Linked DNA regions of Hordeum vulgare: region 2 is linked to region 1. The links are chromatin contacts, called in public Hi-C maps. All regions are on one chromosome and are shown on one strand. The core of a region is the stretch at or near the end of the contact, and the rest is flanking DNA. Distances in the headings are between cores, read along the strand shown. Region 1 holds the start of LOC123398207 (protein RALF-like 33). Region 2 holds the start of LOC123397952 (5'-adenylylsulfate reductase-like 6).

Region 1 (7,737 bases), core at 219-2,718:
ATCGTCAATTTGATCGATATATATAACAAAAAATATATTATTAAAAACTTTAGATCTTCTATCTTCTAATGATGTATTTTTTATGTTAAATAATATATTTTACATAAGTCAAATTAACAATCTAAATATACATGCATGCCTTTTAAACTGTTAAACTGTGAAGGAGGGAGTAATACTAGTACTCCACTAAGTAAGTTAATTATCACCATCAATTGATTTATGCTATGACTAAGTAGGCAGGAGGGACAAGCGAGGCAGTGAGCAAACATGGCCTCCACTAACTCTTGTCTGTTGCCCAACCAAACCAAAAAACAACCAACCTCTACGGCCCAAAAATAAACAACAACGACGTGCTAGGAGAAAGAGCAAAATAGCTAGTCCTCCTCCGTCCCTGCCAAGATCTATACAAATTAGTGATAGCACTTGATCTCTAGACACGAAGGTGGCGGATGGTTCTACGCCCTAGATCCACCTGAACGACGTTGTTGAATTTATTTTTCTCCGAAACCAATCTGATCTCCATTCAACAAAAGCAAAGTAGTATTTTCTTAAATCAGACAACAAAGAACCTCAAGTTCATCATCTTACTCCAAGAAGATCAAGGGAAGAGGGGCATGCAAACTTGAAAGAATAACAAATATCTCTTGATATTAAGGCACAAATCTCTCTTTTACTTTACAACAACGACGGCAACAAATGTCCCAGTAGGCCAATACGGCGGCGGAGGCGGCAACCAAAGCAATTAACTAATACAGTACGTAAATAGTAGCAGCAGTAGTATACTAGAGGTACCGCTCGAAGAAGAGCGCGAGAAGCAGCAGCTTATTTGGAACTGAGAAGAGAGGACGTGATCTCCTTGGCTTAGCCGCGGCAGCGTGTGATGCGGGAGCAGCCGCGGTGGTAGGGGTTGGCCTGGGCGCCGGGGCGGCAGTTGTAGTAGCTGGCACCGCGGCGGTTGCATGGGACGGTGCCCCTGCGCAGCGCGCCGTAGCTGATGTAGCCGCGGCCCTGCAGCACGCGGCGGTGCGCCTCGGCCGACGCCGACCCGAGCTCCCCCTCCGCGTCCTCCCCGCCGCACTCGGCCACGGTGCCCCTGCACTCCCCGCGGCCGGGGCCGGCGAAGAGGCCGAGCTGCAGGTGGTCCCCGCCGGCGATGGAGGTGGCGGAGGCGGACAGCGCCGCGACGGCGAGCACTAGGAGGAGCAGCACGAGGCTCCTAACGCCGGCCATGGCGCGGCGCGGAGTCGGCGGCGGCGAGGGAATGAATGCGCGTGGGGGAGGGGAGCGCACAGCGAATCCTTAGCTGGCCTGGTGTGACGAGCGGAGAGGAGAGGGCGGGCGAGATAAAGTGAGGTTGGGAAGCGGCGGGGGTGGGGCTAGTGAAATAGAAAGGGGTCCCCAACCCCCGAGCCAGATAATAAAGACGAGGAGCGCGGCCGCGTTGCGGTGCGGTGCGGTGCAACTGGACACAACTCATGAGATGAGGAGGATGAAGCGTGTAGCCAGAGACTATGGCCATGTGCAGGCAGGCAACGGAGGATGAGACGAGCCGCGTGGTCGTAACAGCGGCATATGATCGCCGCAAACCTTGCTGGATGATTAAACCCAACTAGTATAATCTACAATGGGACAAGGGTTCCTTGTGGGAACATGGAGGATCGTGGGACGGTGGCAGCTTTTCAGGTGGCCTTCCTGTGGAGTTTGGCCACTGTCCGTTGCTTTGCTAAATTTGCTGCTCCTAGATGGTGCCGTATTATTACGCGAATTTCACGAGTACACCAAGTGGATACAAGAGGGGTTTTTGTGTTATGATAAAAAGTTTCGTTTAAAATTGTGCTGCTACCAATAATAGCCTTCGCTTCAAAACCTGATCCTGTTCGGTGGATTTTACAAAGGTGTACTATAACGTGCAACTTTCACGTCCCTTCCCTTGCATACCACGTAGGTATCCTTTGTCAGTGACCGTCATATAACCTTACAAAGGCAGCAACTCTTCGAAATGCTACGTGGTTTTCTTTTTCACCAAAACTTTGGCATGCCAACAATTCAACATGCTACGTGCTTACATGTGTTCTCTTGACCTACTATAGTTTTTCATCTACGTGCTAGCCTCGACAGCACTCTTGCAATTCAGATTGAATATGAGGCCGGTCATTCTTTCTTTATTTCTCATATTCCTATCTTCTTTCTCCAAGGAATTTCTTCTTGGTGTCTACGTTTTGATTGCAAAATGGTCAACTTGCCGATGGAAAACGGCTTACTCCCTCCGTCACAGTTTCCGCAAGTCATACGAATTAAATACTACTCGATGAGATTTTGAAAGAGCATCTATGGTTGTTTTGTTCCTGGGAAAGCATTGTTTATGCGGTGATATGTGCACTTTGTTCACTCATCTCTATACTTTCAAGTCTGAGGTTTTTTGATGGAGTGGCACTTTCGGGGCCTCCTTGGTACAAACAAAATTCATGAGAATTTTGTAGGATTCTACCCGTTAGGAATTCTTCCTGTGTGATGTGCTTGGTTCGTAGGAACATACAAATGGTACAAACTTTATATGGACTGCCTTGCATACAATCTGATTGGCAAATTCATGCATAATTCTTGGCAAATTCACGCATAGTTCAACTAAACAACATCTATGACACAGTGTGTTCTCAATTCACGTATAATTCAACATTCTATGATATTCCTGCAAAAAAATAAATTTCTATGAGATTTCAAATCCTACATTTTTTTTCTATTTTCACAATTTGTAAATAGCGTGAACCAAAGAAGTCATCAAAAACACATAGGGCGTGTTTGGTTGCTTTCGGCTAGAGTACCTGCGTTGCATACCCATCTCCAGTCAGCCTGGTTCATCATATGCAGCAAATGCAACCTGTTTGGTTGCGTGCATCGCATGAAGGGGCCCTTACCCCCCTGCTGTTTGGTTGCCGTTTTGGTGCTTAGGGTGTGAGCAGATGCAAACTTCAGCTGTTTGGTTGCCGTTTTGGTGCTTAGGGTGTGAGCAGATGCAAACTTCAGTTGTTTGGTTGCCGTTTTGGTGCTTAGGGTGTGAGCAGATGCAAACTTCAGTTGTTTGGTTGCCGTTTTGGTGCTTAGGGTGTGAGCAGATGCAAACTTCAGCTGTTTGGTTGCTCTTTTGGTGCTTAGGGTGTGAGAAGATGCCAACTTCAGATGTTTGGTTGCAAACAATGTTTGTGTTCTGCTCACCCCATTCAAATATGGTGTCCTTACCACCACATGATCAACACAAAGCAAGCAATGAAAATCACAGCAAACTACTTAGATTAACAACAAACAACTTAGATTAAACAAAGCAAGCAAGGGAAATGGCGGCAACGACAAACTTAGTTTAACAACAGGGGCATCCTCCTTCCCTGCTCCAGGCCACGGTGCCGCTCCTAGCCAAAATATTAACAAGTTCACAGCATAAGTACCATAAGTTCTAGCCAGACAACATAACAAGTTCAACACTAACACCTAAGTTAACTACATTTCATGTTCAATGTTACCAACTCAGATGTGCTTGCTGCAACGAAACCTGCACATGATCGAGGAGTCGTGGTTGTAGATTTGGACCTTCAGGCCGAGTCCTGAGATGCGTAGAATGAGGAGGTCGCTGGGGACGATCTGGTGGTGGCGGCAGAAGTTGTTTCAGCCCCGGCCAAGCATCATGTGCCCCTCAAAGTTCTGGACCTACACCCAAAACTCGCACCACTTGTTTGTCGAGAGCCTGACCACGCGCAGGAGCCGCATAATGACCAGCCACTCGTTCATCACCTGCACGAACTTGCGAGGGATGATGAGCATGGCGAGGTCTTCGGGGTCCTTGATCTGCTGGTGGAAGCGCAACGGCTCCCGCCCCGCCCCCCCTCCTCGTGGCCGATCCTCGGAGATCGTCCCCTTGAATGAGGCAGGCTCATGAAAGCGACCCTTCACGCAGGTCAACCCTCTTGAGCCACATGTTCGTGGGCATGAGATCCTCGGTGCCCTTTGTTGGGGAACGTAGTAATAATTCGAAATTTTTCTACGTGTCACCAAGATCAATGTAGGAGAAGCTAGCAACGAGAGAGAGGGAGTGCATCTTCATACCCTTGAAGATCGCGAAGCGAAAGCGTTGCAAGGAACGCGGTTGATGGAGTCGTATTCGCTGCGATTCAAATCGCGAAAGATCCGATCCAAGCGCCGAACGAACGGCGCCTCCGCGTTCAACACACGTACAGCCAGGGGACGCCTCCTCCTTCTTGCTCCAACAAGGAGGGGAATAGAAGTTGAGGGAGAGCTCCGGCAGCATGACGGCGTGGTGGCGGTGAAGCTCGTGGTTCTGTGGCAGGGCTTCACTAAGCACTACGAAGGAGGAGGAGGTGTACGAAGGGGGGAGGGTTGCGCCAGGGGCAAGGGTTGAGGATCCCATGTGCCTCCCCGTTATATATTGGGGTGGAGGGGGCTGGTTTCTTGCCCTCCAAGTCCATTGGGGCGTTGGCAAAGGTGGGAGGAAAGAAATCCCATCATTTGCATTCCCCACCGATTGTTATCCCCCCTTTTTAGGGATCTTGATCTTATCCCTTCACGATATGATCTTATTCCTTCTAAGGAGGGATCTTGGTGCGCCTTGACGAGGGGTGTGGGGCCTTGCCCCCACTACCCACGTTCATATGGGTCCCCCCATGCAGGTGGGCCCCACTTCGGAACCTTCTAGAACCTTCCCAGTACAATACCACAAAATCCCGTACATTTTCCGGTGGCGAAAATAGGACTTCCCATATATAAATCTTTACCTCCGAACCATTCTGGAACTCCTCGTGACGTTCGGGATCTCATTCGGGACTCCAAACAACTTTTGGTAACCACATACAATTCCCGTTACAACTCTAGCGTCATTGAACCTTAAGTGTGTAGACCCTACTGGTTCGGGAACCATACAGACATGACCGAGACACCTCTCGGACCAATAACCAATAGCGGGATCTGGATACCCATATTGGCTCTCACATGTTCCATGATTATATCATCGGATGAACCACGATGTGGGGGATTCAATTAATCCCGTATAAAATTCCCTTTGTCCATCGGTATGTTACTTGCCCGAGATTCGATCGTCGGTATCCCTATACCTTTTTCAATCTCGTTACCGGCAAGTCTCTTTACTCGTTCCATAACGCATGATCCCGTGACTAACCCCTTAGTCACATTGAGGTCATTATGATGATGTATTATCGAGTGGGCCCAGAGATACCTCTCCGTCACACGGCATGACAAATCCCAGTCTCGATTCGTGCCAACCCAACACACACTTTCGGAGATACCTGTAGTGCACCTTTATAGTCACCCAGTTATGTTGTGACGTTTGATACACCCAAAGCATTCCTACGATACCCGGGAGTTGCACAATCTCATGGTCTAAGGAAATGATACTTGACATTATAAAAGCTCTAGCAGACGAACTACACGATCTTGTGCTATGCTTAGGATTGGGTCTTGTCCATCACATCATTCTCCTAATGATGTGATCCCGTTATCAACGACATCCAATGTCCATGGTCAGGAAACCATGACCATCTATTGATCAACGAGCTAGTCAACTAGAGGCTCACTGGGGACATGGTGTGGTCTATGTATTCACACATGTATTACGGTTTCCGGTTAATACAATTATAGCATGAACAATAGACAATTATCAGGAACATGGAAATATAATAATAACCATTTTATTATTGCCTCTAGGGCATATTTCCAACAGTCTCCCTCATTACAGAAGCACTTAGTCTCGGGTTTGGGTTCAACCTTGGGTCTCTTCACTAGTGCAGCAACTTGTTTGCCGTTTTATGAAGTATCCCTTCATGCCCTTGCCCTTATTGGAACTAGTGGTTTTACTAACCATCAAGAATTGATGCTCCTTTTGATTTCTACTTTCACGGTGTTAAACATCGCGAATAGCTCAAGGATCATCATATCTATCCCTGATATGTTATAGTTCATTACGAAGCTTTGGTAGCTTGGTGGCAGTGACTTTGGAGAACCATCACTATCTCCTCTCGAAGATTGACTCCCACTCGATTCAAGCAATTATAGCACTCAGATAATCTCAGGACATGCTCAATGATTGAGCTTTTCTCCCTCACTTCGCAGGCCAAGAATCTTGTTGGAGGCCTCATACCTCATAACGTGGGCACGAGCCTGAAATCCCAATTTTAGCTCTTGGAACATCTCATATGTTCTGTGACGTTCAAAACATCTTCGGCGCCTCAATTCTAAGCCGTTAAGCATTATGTACTGAACTATCACGTAGTCATCAAAAACGTTTATGTCAGATATTTTCAACATACACAGACAATGTTCGGGATTCAGCACACCAAGCGGTGCATTAAGGACATAAGCCTTCTATGCAGCAATGAGGACAATCCTCAGTTTGCGGATCCACTCCGCATAATTGCTACTATCATCTTTCAACTAAGTTTTTCTCTAGGAACATATCAAAAATAGTAGAGCTACAACGCAAGCTACAACATAATTTGCAAAGACCTTTTGACTATGTTCATGATAATGAGTTGAATTAATCATATTACTTAAGAACTCCCATTCAAATTGACATCCCTCTAGTCATTCGAGTGATACATGATCCATATTGACTAGGTCGTGTCTGATCATCACGTGAGCCGGACTAGTCATCAATCGTGAACATCTCCATGTTGATCGCATCTACTATATGACTCATGTTCGACCTTTTGGTCTCTCGTGTTCCAAGGCTATGGCTGTACATGCTAGGCTTGTCAAGTCAACCTGTGTTTCGCGTGTGTAAATCTGGCTTACACCCATTGTATGCGAATGTTAGAATCTATCACACCCGATTATCACGTGGTGCTTCGAAACAATGATCCTTCGCAAAAGTGCACACTTAGGGGGAACACATTTCTTGAAATTTTGGTGAGGGATCATCTTATTTATGCTACCATCGTTCTAAGCAAATAAGATGTAAAAACCTGATAAACATCACATGCAAATCATAAAGTGACATGATATGGCCAATATCATCTTGCACCTTTTGATCTCCATCTTCGGGGCGCGGCATGATCACCATCGTCACCGCCACGACACCATGATCTCCATCATCGTGTCTTCATGAAGTTGGCTCGCCAACTATTACTTCTACTACTATGGCTAACAGTTATAAAAAAGTAAAGTAATAAATTAAGACAACTCCTATGGCTCCTGCCGGTTTTCATACTCATCGACATGCAAGTCATGATTCCTATTACAAGAACATGATCAATCTCATACATCACATATATTTCATCACATCCTTTTGGCCATATAACATCATGCGAGATACCCTGCAAAAAACAAGTTAGATGTCCTCTAATTGTTGTTGCATGTTTTACGTGGCTGCTATGGATTTTCTCACAAGAACGTTTCTTACCTACGTAAAAGCCACAACGGTGATATGCCAATTGCTATTTACCCTTCATAAGGACCCTCTTCATCGAATCTGATCCGACTAAAGTGGGAGAGACAAACACCCGCTAGCCAACTTATGCAACAAGTGCATGTGAGGCAGTGGAAACAGTCTCACATAAGCGTACGTGTAAAGTCGGTCCGGGCCGCTTCATCCCACAATTCCGCGGAATCAATATAGGACTAGTAACGGCAAGCAAATTGACCAAATCATCACCCACAACTACTTGTGTTCTACTTGTGCATAGAATCTACGCATAGACCTAGCTCATGATGCTACAA
Region 2 (7,106 bases), core at 613-3,112, 480 kb after region 1:
ACCGGTCCACCCACATATCAAATTATCAAAGTAACGAACATGAATCAATTCAACATGATGAACATGACTAGACAGAAATTCCCATGTGTCCTCGGGAGCGCTTGCCTCATATAAGAGTACTTTCATGCCCGTCCTTTGCTATAAAAGGATCCCGCTATCTCACTACATACTTGTTACTATTGATACTTGTCACTTGTTACAAATTATCTTGCTACAAAACTACTTATCACTATTACCCATAGCACTTGTAGAGAATACCTTGTTGGAACTGCTTATCATTTCCTTCTCCTCCTCGTTGGGTTCGACACTCTTGCTTATCAAAAGGACTACGATTGATACCCTATACTTATGGATCATCATGGCCTAAACTACCAAATGTTGTCAGCCCCATTCACTTTAGGGGGTAATGCTATACCCCATAGTTAAGCCCCTCAATATCGATAAGACTTTACATGAAGTCATCAATCAACCTAAAAATTTGGGGACCCACCATGGACTATAATTTTCTTGTAGAAAATCAGGGGAAAACTGTCTCGGCGCGGGGTCGTGTCCATCTCACATTCCTCGAGGGATTTCATGATCTCCGTGAGAAATAAGGGTGGCACCAAACTATTGTCCTCCTACGACCCCCCCACACACACACACAACCCCTGTGTGAGATATGGTCCCTTCCTGGCTCCAAGACCCCTAGGAACTCGCGGTAGAAATCATAGATGTGGTGCCGGAGCGCGAGACCCCGAGAGATGAATGTGTCACCCATCTGGAGAGCCATAATCATACATTACCTCCCATTAGCGATAACATGAAAAAATGTGGTGCTCGCATCCCCCTCTAGAATCCATTGTTGTCCTCCCCTTTGTTGCTAGTATAACTCCTCGTAACAGGTGGGAAAGGTTAGTTAGTCTTTAATCTTGTGCCTTTGTGCCCATTCTACGGATGAAAGGTCCGACAAGTATGACTTAAGGTCGTGCCCATAACCTCTGCACGATGGTTTCTTTCCTATGCTTAAGACTGCTACCCACGTTCGCGCTCAGCCTCAAAGATGATGCCACAACTGACTGATACAAGGTTGCCACTCATCCAACTCATCACACAAAGGCTGCAGCGGTGCAAGGGTCGAGCCTTCGCCCAATTCTACAAAAACCGGTTGGACCAACCAATGATCTTCAATGAAGAAATGCCTCGCAAGCTACTTCTCCTCCTCCCTAGAGGACACCTAGAGAGGACAATGGTTGGATCCTAGCTTAAGTTCTATCCGCAAGCGAACATCGCGAGAATATAATCTTCCAATCACTAGTCACAAGCAACCAATCTAGCAGCACCGCAAAGGATCATCTCCCCCCCCCCCCTCGCGTGCGCTCGTGCAAACTCATATGTTCGGTTCTAATTCTACAAAAAATCACAGATCGAGGAGCGACATCAAAGATATCAGAGTTTCTTAGTTAACATTTACATGTGACTCATCCTAATTTACGCATTCATGATAATTTTTAGAGAATAATGTTGTAAAAGCATCCCCGTCCTTTTTGTACTTCTCACCTCGCGTGCTCCACAACACTTCACTAGTCAACCACCTAGTTCATACTTCTTGCGATGCTCCCTCTGGATCAAAATGCATTATCAATAATCTCAGCATTGATCGCTCAAGGAAAACGAAAAAGAAGGGAAGATGCGAGGGAAATTCATCAAAGCTTGGAAGAACAATTCAAGCAGCAGAATAAACAACAAGTTGAAAAAAAGAAAAGAAAAAAAGAGCAACACAAGTTAAATAAAGCGGTTAGGGTTAAACTACGCTTTCCATTCCAGCCCTCCGAAAGCCCGAATCTGCTCTTTCCTGGAAACACCCTCCAAATTTGTTACCAGTACACTTTCTTTCTCGACCTCCAAAAACAACCAAGAAATCTCACGACGCGTCCTCCTCCCACTCCTCTCCTCCCCCTCTCGCCATGGCCGGCCGCCTCCTCGCCGCCCCTCTCCTCCTCCTCGTGCTCCTCCAGCTCCCGGCGCCGTTGCAGGTGTCCGCGTACCCGCTCACGGCGGTACACTCTGGTCGGTGCCCGAGGCCGGAGGAGAGGCCGCCGCCGTTCCTCCAGGGGCTCCGGGGAACCTGCCGCACCTCGACGGAGGGACAGCTGGCCAAGGAGGTGCGTGTCTCCCACCATAGCTCCGGGCTGTTTGGTTGGCTACAGATTGTTTGCTTTTTTTGGGTGTACCTGCGCATTTATTGTGTGGATGAATCCGGAGATTCGTTCGTACGGTTCTTCGTTGATCTCTCTTCTCCCGTGAATTCCTGTTCGTCCGTCGATTCGTCTGTCACACAATTTAATTAAGGTCCAGTTCCTTAATCTTGATGCTATTTAGGTGCCAAGAAGTTTGTTTTGTTGTTTTACAAGTTTCAGAAGTAAATTGAGCGAATTCACTTTGCAATTCTTGGGGCAAAAACTTGACGTTTATCATGATGGGGTTCTGTTCTATCCTTTTGATTTGGTTAGGCGATTTCCCTGCAATTTCATATGGGGCGAAATAAACCGTTCTGTTTCATTATTATTTTTTTGTGCGAGCTGATTGGGTATTAGTCAACGCGGGAGTATGAAGGTTCAGTTGGGTGTCTAGTCTAGCTCTTATCCTGCATCAATTTTTTTCCCACAAATATTGCGCTCGAGATAAATTTGTTTGGAATGCGTTGGCATCTTTCATCGGTTCAAGCCTTCAAGATGCCAATTTAGGGGCAATTCAGCTAGATACCGTGTGTTGTTTCGGTGTCATTGAGTGGATCAGTGTCCTCATTTCTGTAACTTATTGTGCTTATGGTACCAGTGCTTGGCAGTTCATTCTGTGAGTAAATTAAAACTTCGTGCAGTAGTGAATTAGAACGTACAAGATACTTGTGTAGTAGTGGATTAATATCCAAAACTTCATGGAGTACCATTGAGCGTTTGGGATGCTAAGGTTTTGGATAGCTCTGGCTAGGGAGATGTTTATTTCTTGCTATTACTGAGCTTGGTTACTAATTTAATGAGATGGTTCTAAGGTTCACTGTGCTAAGAGGTTTAAATGCCTCAAGGGATTGCCTGCCAATGAGACGGCGCCGTCTGGGCTAAGTGGTTTAAACGTATCAACGGACTGCCCACCTGATAGAACCAAGATGTGTTAAGCCTACTTGTTCAGTATGGATCGTCCAATATGATGGTTTTATGTCATAGCAGTTCCATGTAGTCTCTGCTCTCTAGTCAATTTGCTGTAGTGCGGATAATTGGCAACGTAGACTGCCAAAAGCATCTGTTTATGAAGCTGAGTTCTTTAGTCCATGTCGGGCTTAATATGAACCTCACCTTGAAAAACTTTGCAGGTTAATGGGGAGGAACTTATCAGAGAATTGGGTGGAAAGGAGTACACTGCTGTCCTCTTCTATGCATCATGGTGCCCTTTCTCTCATAGAATGAGACCAATCTTCGACGATCTTAGCTCAATGTATCCACATATTAAGCACTTGGCTGTAGAACAGTCCAACGTGATGCCAACGTAAGAGCCTTATGCGTAGTGGTGTTCCTCTCATCCTTTCTTACCCATTAATATGACCGATGGCCTTAACTAATACTTCCTTATGATTTGCAGAGTTTTATCAAGATATGGTGTCCGCAGCCTTCCTTCTATACTAATAGCTCATGAGTCATATGCGTTCTGGCCTCTTGTTGCTAAAGATCTCAACTCACTGGTCAACTTTTACTCTGCTGTTACTGGTAGGTTTCTCAATGTTCATCATGCATTCACTGATTTGTGGCCCACCTGATATCCTGATGTGATTAGCAAATAAATGGGTGGTGTGGTACACCACTGTTTTAGTATGAAATATTAATTATCTTGCTGTCCAAGCAGCCTGTGCTCTATTGGCACAACTCGAAAGACGGGAATAGTAGTTCTATGGATAAGATGGCGACAGCAATTCTCTGGAGGAGAAATGGCAATACGATTATATGGATGTTAAATGTGCACAGATGTAATTGTCATAATTTTACTATAAACTAACCAGTATGGTTGTTAGATCGGATACTGCATTATCATTAGCTGGTCACACTTCGATGATCTTACTAAATTCATAGAATAATAGGAAGTACGTGGTGGTACTCTCATTCGGGCTTAACAGAGACTCTGTTCGATGCAGGACAAGAACCAGTTGCATATCTTGGTCCGCGGAAGTGGAACACAACCGGAAGAAGCACACAGTATGCGAAGCTGTGGAATGGTTCAGTCAGCGAATCAGTGAAGAGCGAGCCCTACCTAGCATTCAGCATCCTCTTTATTTGCCTAAGGATATTTTTGTTCTTCTTCCCAAAGTTCTTCGCCTGCATCAAAGGCTTGTGGACCCAATACTTTCGGCACGCCAACTTTGGAGTGCTTGCCAAATTGACCCAGCTGCTCGAATGTGTGCCCCATGCCGTGGATGTAAGGAAGTTGTGGAGCAAATGGAGGCTCATGGTTGGAGCCATAAACACGAGAGTCTGGGCATCATCTCTAGCTTCTGTGTCTCTTGGTGGGCAATCTTCTCCCCGAGCTGCTAGGTTGGATTGATGGTTTGGACTTTAACATTGAGCGGGAGAGCATGCGGGCTGTTTGAATTGCGCTGGATGTGGAAGCTCCTGTGACTCACATGAAAATGTAGTGAAACATCTTGTTTGTAGCATGTAAATCTTAGGGATACTGCTGAGCCTGTGTAGATCACACTGTAACATTAATCATGAGTACCCATTGTCATAGTTTTGAGCAACTGGGCACACAGCATAAGCCTTGTACTATTTTTCACATGTAATCTGCAATTGCAGTATGACATTTCGACCTATGTTTCCATATAGTACCATCTGTCTTCTGGCTTCAGCAAGAACTCTGAATTAAAACATGGAACCAGATACCAATTTAATTTGCCGTAATCCTTTCATGGACAATATATTGATCTCTCTTGTCATCTACATTGAAGGTGTGCAAAAAAGCGTGTGGTTTGGAACCAGGAACGATAGTAACAGGTGATACAAAATTATACATGGAACCGAGTACAACTGAGTACAAACTAGCAACAGCTATGCATCATGATGAATCAAAATGTGCCCAACTCCTGATGTCAGGGATTGTGACGGAGGTCACTGTCTCATTTATCAGTTTTCGCCGAGGGTATACCTGACAAACCTCCGTACCTTGATGTTCTCCCCCAGACCAGCGATCGTCTCCTTCACGAGATCCTTCACCGTCTTGCTGTCATCCTTGATGAAGGGCTGCTCCAGGAGGGCCATCACGCCGAGCCTCTTCGATATCCGCCCTTCCACGATCTTCTCCCTGATGTTCTCGGGTTTTGACTGCAGGTCCTCCCTCTGCATCTCAATCTCCTTCTCCTTGCTGACAATACTCTCTGGTATGTCGTCCATTGAGACATATTCGACCTGCGGGCATGCCACCACTTGCATTGCGAGGTCATTCACCAGCTCCTTGAATTTCTCATTGCGAGCCACGAAGTCGGTCTCAGAGTTGATTTCAATCATGCATCCTATGCGGTTGTCGTGGATGTACGATCCAATCAGGCCTTCAGCGGTTAGGCGAGACGACTTCTTGTCTGCGGACGAGAGGCCCTTTTTCCTGAGGAACTCCTGAGCACCCTGAAGGTCACCCCCAGTCTCAGCCAGCGCTTTCTTGCAGTCCATCATACCAGCGCCAGTTTCATCTCGGAGTTGCTTTACCAATGCAGCTGAAATTGCCACAGCTGGTTTCCTGGAAACATAGGTATGTTATAAGTATATAGATTGAAAGATCTATGCAGTTTGAAATCAGAAATGCCAAGGCAGTAAAAACATTCTGGTGCACATATTATGCACACCCCAAGAAACATAAACAGCACATATGAGCAACATGAGATTCTGAGAGGAATATTACTTCTCTGCGGCTTCAGCCGATTCATCGGGCTTGTCATCCTTCACAGGAGCAGCTGGTGGTGGCTTCGCGGCTGTCTGGGCTGCAACTTCAGCAGCAAAATCCTGGCTTCTTTTCTCCAACCCTTCTCCCAGGTTGTACCGAACAAACCTCCTCACCTTCATGTTCTCTCCAATTGTAGCAATAGTTTGCTTCACCCATTCACCGGCTGTGACCTTATCATTCTTGATGAATGGTTGCTCAAGCAAGGCAAATTCTCCAAGCCTCTTCTTTACTCGGCCCTCAACAATCTTAGCACGGATCTGCTCAGGCTTCGAGAGCAAGTCCTCCCTCTGCATCTCCAACTCCGTCTCCTTCTTCACAACCTCCTCAGGGACATCGTCAATGGAAATGTAATTTACTTGAGGGCAAGCAGCAGCTTGCATGGCAAGATCATCGACCAACTCCTTAAAGATGTCACCTCGTGATACAAAGTCAGTCTCACAGTTCAATTCAATAAGGATACCGATTCTGCTGTCATGTATGTAAGAACCAATTCTTCCCTCCGCAGTGGCTCTTCCAGCCCTCTTGTCAGCAGCAGCCAGCCCTTTCTTCCGGAGGAATTCCTGAGCTTTATCAATGTCACCACTCGATTCAGCAAGAGCCTTTTTGCAGTCCATCATGCCTGCTCCAGTTGCATCACGTAACTGCTTGACAAGAGCAGGAGAAATAGTTGCTGCACAGATGCAGAAAAGAACCATCAAAATCTTTCAGTTCATCAACAAAGTGCAATATGCAGTGAACTGTGATGCAGAAAATGCAGGGACAAGTATGTTTGTAAAAGAAGGAACAAAATGAAATTGCAAATAATGGAGGTGTTAATTAGAAGAATTAGTGCACCTGTTAACTTACACTGCATCCATAAAAGCTTTAGGACCACGTACTGGTGTCTCATTTTACAGTAAGTTCTGATTGATATTTGAAAATCACAATTTGTATCAGGCAATCACTTTCTAAATGCATTTACGAGACATAGTTGCACGTCATCAGGAAATCCCTTTATGCCATCTTGGAATATTAAACAGCAAACTTAAAGACTTTCAATGCTGTCAACAAATTTGTAGGAAAAAGTGTAGTTGCCACATGAAACAAAACAAAAATCAGACCCAAGCTATGCAAATGCAGAAGAGGAAGAAAGCCCCCTAATGCGATGT

Evidence for each region. A called contact is a pair of places that touch in the nucleus more often than the background predicts.
Region 2: a Hi-C map of seedling shows a contact between it and region 1, with 5 times the contacts expected there. The contact joins the promoter of LOC123397952 here to the promoter of LOC123398207 in region 1. A contact is called at or near these places in 2 of 6 Hi-C or Micro-C datasets (leaf and seedling) and 1 of 1 datasets of contacts at active chromatin or transcription factors (embryo).

What each region holds. Positions count from the first base shown.
Region 1 is chr5H:116,259,675-116,267,411 of MorexV3_pseudomolecules_assembly, forward strand. It overlaps LOC123398207 (protein RALF-like 33), which reads right to left and starts at 1,469. Exons shown (of 1, transcript XM_045092706.1): 1 at 623-1,469. The coding sequence starts at 1,230. The coding sequence ends at 862.
Region 2 is chr5H:116,734,398-116,741,503 of MorexV3_pseudomolecules_assembly, forward strand. It overlaps LOC123397952 (5'-adenylylsulfate reductase-like 6), which reads left to right and starts at 1,863. Exons shown (of 4, transcript XM_045092462.1): 1 at 1,863-2,144; 2 at 3,350-3,522; 3 at 3,616-3,740; 4 at 4,163-4,876. The coding sequence starts at 1,947. The coding sequence ends at 4,569. LOC123397951 (polyprotein of EF-Ts, chloroplastic) reads right to left here. Exons shown (of 4, transcript XM_045092461.1): 3 at 5,917-6,628; 4 at 4,916-5,754. The coding sequence ends at 5,148.